Regions from separate parts of the Mus musculus genome. Here region 1 is linked to region 2. Evidence: chromatin contacts called from public Hi-C data. All regions are on one chromosome and are shown on one strand. The core of a region is the stretch at or near the end of the contact, and the rest is flanking DNA. Distances in the headings are between cores, read along the strand shown.

The links. Hi-C and Micro-C count contacts between places; a contact is called where the count stands out from the background.
Region 1: a Hi-C map of rod photoreceptor shows a contact between it and region 2, with 4 times the contacts expected there. The contact joins the enhancer-like site here to the promoter of Top2b in region 2. A contact is called at or near these places in 1 of 39 promoter capture datasets (stem cell-derived epiblast-like cells), 1 of 484 Hi-C or Micro-C datasets (rod photoreceptor) and 5 of 115 datasets of contacts at active chromatin or transcription factors (embryonic stem cells, large pre-B cells, stem cell-derived neural progenitor cells and 1 more).

Annotation. Positions count from the first base shown.
Region 1 is chr14:15,916,616-15,919,315 of GRCm38.p6, reverse strand. No RefSeq gene overlaps it. Among named protein-coding and RNA genes, the nearest start is that of 1700062C10Rik, 120 kb to the left of the region's middle. Within about 2 kb of position 1,380, at least 3 of the 459 cell types and tissues checked have an H3K27ac peak or open chromatin away from gene starts, as enhancers often do. A contact at or near this core is called in rod photoreceptor, where this site is marked.
Region 2 is chr14:16,363,772-16,366,471 of GRCm38.p6, reverse strand. It overlaps Top2b (topoisomerase (DNA) II beta), which reads right to left and starts at 1,266. Exons shown (of 36, transcript NM_009409.2): 1 at 746-1,266. The coding sequence starts at 793.

The sequences.
Region 1 (2,700 bases), core at 131-2,630, 450 kb after region 2:
GCCTGAAGGGACCCTGTCCAAGAAGCTCTGTTGCTTCTGCTGCTCACGTGCTCTCAAGAGATCCCAAGGTCCTGGGTGTGCTAGGGGTCCTGTGGCATGGAGAGTCCTTTGGGGACCTTGGGGCCCTCTGCCAGGTTTGCGAGGAAGATGGCTCGAGGTTGGCCCCTACTGGAATGAATCCCAGCCTGTAGTCAAGCCAGGTTCCTTTGTCCCTGTTAGTGCTGGCACAAGATGCTCTGGGATTGTTTGGAACTGATGTTGTGTTCCACTCACCCATGATCCTGAGGCCCTGGGCGTGCTAGAGGGCCTGAGTCAGGGAGAGTCCTCTGGGGACCTTGGGGCCCTCTGCTGGGTTTAAGTGGAAGATCCATAGTCTTCATAGTTTTCATTTGGCTTTGTGATATAATCTGAGATTGGGTATTGTAGTAGCTCCAGCATTGCTTTTTGCTCAGAATTCATAAGCAGCCTTCCTCAGGGTTCTTTGTCTCTTGAACTATCCTGATTATTTGAGCTGTTCCTGGCGCTCTCTTGATTTTTTCCAGACCACCCTTGATAGCTTTTAGGCATGGTTTTAGGAGCTAAGTCACTTCTCCCAGTGAACAGGTTGAAGCCCTGACACATTGTATCTCTGTTATGGAAATGTCTGACTTAAGTGAATTCATTGAAGTGAGCCTAGTCTAATCTGAGCAACATAACTATAAGAAGAAATTTGGGCACACTAAAGAGAAAGGGTAAATTGGCCCACTAATATTTACTACACACAAGAAAATTAGAGAAGCCTTAGAAGGTTCTGTCATCACCTTGATCTTAGACTTTCAGAACTTAGAATTGTGGGAAAATCGATTTACATTATGTGAGCTTTTCAGTTTGTGCTGTTTTGTTATGGTGACTCTAGAAAAGGTACTTGTTTGTTTGTTTTGAGATATGATCTCATGTTATTCAGGCTTGCCTTTAATTCCTTTTGTAGCCAAGGATGATCTTGTGTCTTAGGATTTCTTTTGCTGTGAAAAACAGTGTGACCAAAAGCAGTTTGGAAAGGAAAGGGTTTATAGTTGAAATTTATACTTATAGTTCATCACTGAAAGAAGTCAGTGGAGGAACCCTGAGTTAGGAACTGAAGCAGAAGTCATGGAGGAACACTGTGTACTGGCTTTCTCCTCATGGTTCGCTCAGCCTGCCTTTTATACAACACAGGACTAACTTACGGGTAGGGTCATTTCAATGGATTGGGCTATCCACATCAATCATTGAACAAGAAAAATGCCCCACAGGCTGGCCTATAGGCCAATTGGGTGAGGAGATTTTTCAGATGACTCTAGAGTGTCTCAAGTTGATGAAAAAACAACCAGAACAGTGTGAACTCTGGGTCCTCCTTCTGGCTTCCAACTCAGGGGTCACAGGAGTGAATCAGGATAGCAGCCTTCTTTTTAAAAGCAGTGACTCAGGAACAAACATATGAGGAAATGGAGAATTTGGTATTGAATTGCAAATTAAAAGCAACCAACAAGTAAGTGGTTGCAATTTCAGTATCCAAATCAAGAGGCTTCTTACCATAGAATAAATTAGTCTGCAAGCAAATGAGCTATAATGCTTCCAACTATAGTTAAAGAAAGAGATGGAGGGCTCAGGCTCAGGCAGAGGTTCAATCCTAGTTCTGATTCAACAAAAAAATTACTTTGGTTTTAGTTTTCTACAGAAATCTCAAAGCAGAATGAGGTGGGAATGGGGTTAGGGATTTCTGGTCGATAGTGTCCAGCAACTGCTTAAACTGTATCACTTTATCCAGAAGTCCAGGCTTAGGTACTTAAAATAACTGTGAGGGGACAGGCCAGATGGCTAAGCAGATTAAGGTACTTGCCACCAAGCCTGAGGACATGACCCAAGTGGTTCAAGGGGACTGCCGCAGGATGTCCTCTGACTTATACAGGAACATCATAAAAATGCATCCCCCCCCTACATGTACACGCACACGCACGCGCACACGCACACGCACACACACACACACACACACACACACACACACACACACACACACACACTGAAAATAAGTAGTCCAGTGATTCACAAACAAGATTCTGCCTTACCCAGATGATTTATGAATGAACACAGTTTACATTTCTATCATTAAAGCGTAGCTCTTCATTTCCTTACCATCCTAACTCATCTTCTCTAGGTTGGTAGAAAAATTGGTTCCTTTTTAAGTATAAATAAATTAATAAAATATTATGGAGTCATCACAGAGAACAATAACACATGGATGAAGGATTTCAGCTTTTACTAACTTGGACAATGAATAATTTTCTTCTTCACAACCCTACTGGGAAGAACCATCGCCCTTCTTGCATGCTGTGCCCAAACCGTGATTAGGCAATTATCTCCTCATTGCCAGCACTGGATGTTTTCTGCATTTTCTTCTGGACTTTGCTCAGAGGAGATTATTTTCAGACACTGAGCCCTCCATCTTGCTGCCCCAAATTCCATCAGCTTTTGACTTCTCCCTGCACCCAATTTATTCAGGTACACTCCCAGAGACTTTTCATTATAGGATGAAAAAGAGAATCAACCAGCTTTGCCAACGAATGGGATTTATTGATGCCTGTGAAAAAGGCCAGAGCAGGCAGGCCTCAGGAATGGTTTTCAGTTTATTCTGGATTCTCATTTCTTTCTCTGCGAGCATTTTCATTTTAATTTCTGTTAGAT
Region 2 (2,700 bases), core at 17-2,516:
GAACTAGGATCCTCTGGAAGGGATGTGTTAAAGTCCCTGAAATGTGTAAATTTTCTGTCCAAGCTGCTGGCCTCATCTACTAAGTCCGGTGTTTTGTTTGGGAAATGACCCTGGTCTGAACTCAGTGCTGAGTAAGTGAAATGCTGGAGTTATCGATCTGTCCTGGGAGCCGCGTTCCAACTGCTCCCGCTGCACTTGCTAAGTCCACCTCCCTCCAGGAACTGAGCTCTGCAATCCTCCAAGTTCAGGCTTAAGCACCCCCTCACCTCCGAGGGACACCCCTGGGCCCCCACACGGTGTACACGGGAGGCTGACGTAAGTAAACTCTTCTTTTAATCCCGCGGGCGGTCTCTAGCCTGCTGTCAAAGTCGTCCCAAATACCCTCTCTGCGGAATGAGCCTTTTCTGGGGAGGCGCAACCCGCAGTGACCATTCAAGTGCACATTCCTCTGGGACAGGCCGCCGGAAGCCGTAGCATACCGGGCACTATTTTCTGGTGCTGCACTTATGGAGGGTTGGCCCGGAGGCTCGCATTATCGCGGTCCCCCCACTCTCGGTGTGCACCCTGAAGTTTCCGGTGAGCATTGTTCAGCAGCCTGAGCCTTGGTGGAGGCGAAAGCAGAGAGAAAGGGCACACGGGGCTAGGCCCCGACTGCAGCCTGACAGGGCGCCCGCCGCACCACGCTCTCACCCCGCCCGCGTCGCCCGCGGCCCACGAACAATGCGCCCGCCCGCGCCGCACTCACCACCCAGGTCAGCGCCCCGTCAGAGCCCGCGAGGCTGGACTTGGCCATGGCAGCGCCTCCCGTGCAGGCCAGGGGCTGCTCGCGCTCCGGGGACGCCGGGCCCGCCGCTCGCACTGACCGCTGCGCGCAGCACTCCTAGCCGCGCCCCATCGCGGGCCCGAGCCGCTGAGGAGGCCGCGCTGCCCGCCGCCCTCAAACTCGAGCGCGGCGCCCGGGCCTACAGAGTGGTCGAGGACTAGGAAGGGCTGGCGATGCGGCGCGGCCTTCCGGGACCCACGCGGGCGATTGGGATCGCGGATGAGGGACGAGGTTGAAGCGGGCCGGCTAGGACTCGCGAGCCAGAGCCCTGACAGGAATGAGCCGCTGCTTCTCCTCAAGCCACCGAAGCCGCAGAGTCCTCGCCGCGGTCGCCGCAGCCTCAAAGGCCGCCACTGCCTCAAAACCGCCCAAGCGGCGTCTGAACCGGTCCTCCGGAGCACAGTCCAAGAGGGACAATAAACAGAGCCGCCGTGGTGGCCTCCCTTTAGTCCGGCATAACACGGCACACACAGGCGCGCTCCGGGAGGGGGAGGGTGCGGTGGTCACCGGCTGTCAGTCAACCATGGATCGTCCAATCACAGCCTTGTCACTACAGTACTTCGACCAATCCCAAAATTTCAGGCCCCTAGGGGGGCGGGACCCGAGGGGAAAACGTCATTGCGGGTAGCAACTGAGAGGCAGACTTGGGTTTTTTGTTTGTGTCTGAGAGAGAGTGTAAGGGAGAGCGAGGCGAGTGAATGGGGTTTCCGTCAGAAGGGAGAGCAGGCGGCTGTCAAGAGTCATTCCGGGGCATCCAAAGGAGCCGGGAGTCCTGGGACAAGGGCTGTGGAAACCTCCGGACTGTGTCCTGCAGACTTGCCGCGAGGCCGCGGGGGGAGCGGGAGCGGGGGGGGGGGGGGGGAGGGTTGGGGGCAGGGAGGCAGGAAGCCCTAGCCGCCCCCAGGGACTGGGCCCCGGAGGGAGCTAGCGAACTGCAGACGGGACCGTGCGCCGCCTAGAGCAGCCGGACCCCGCGCTCAGGCCCCAGGTTGCTGCTGCATCCGCCCGACCCCCGACCGACCGTCTCTCTGCCTTGCCCCTAAACAGGGCAAGCGGTCTTCAGTGCCACCAGTTAGGGAACTTGGGGTGCTAAGAGTGCCCAGAGAACGTTCCCGGGAAGGAATGCGAACGGGTCAGGACTCCCTTTTCTGGCTACAGACCTTTCCTCCCAACAATGCAGACAGGTCCCTGTCACTTCTCAGCTTTCAGGTACACATCATGAAATAGACTTTTTTCGTGTGGAAGCTTTCTAAGAATAAAATTTGCAACGCCAAAGCTTTTGGCAGATGGAAGAGCTCTTGACTTCACCCAGCCTGTAAATGGAATTGCATTCAACAAGTTCTCTTTGGGCATACTCCCAGCCATGCTCTGTCAGGCGTGGCAATGGGTTTAAAGGGACAACAGCCTCCTCCGACGTCAATCTTCCAAGAGTGACTAACAGGAGGACACCACACCGAAGAACTTTACCCAGCTAGAGCTAACAACTTTCTGTGAAAGTATTTCCTTGAGTCTCTCCGGCAGCTGAGTGCTTCCCTTAAGGGAAACTTTGGGGTCACACCTCTCAATCGCTGCTGCATTCTGAATCCAAGTGGGGAGCTCTGAAACACGGAAATCATTTCAATGTAGTTCTTAATTAGCTCTCTGGAGACCGTGGAATTTCAGTTTATTTGGGGATTCTGACTAAGAACACCAAAACCTTTCTTTACTTTGAATCTAGTGTTAAAGCTTATAAAGCGCTAGGCAGGATCTAAGCTGGGCTGCGCCCCTGACTCTAAAGCACCACAGTCATGTTACCAGCTTTCCCAAGTCCATCATCGGGCCTTCTTACCTGGGGACTTATACTCATTTATGTATTGTGACTTTACATCCCTAAGTAC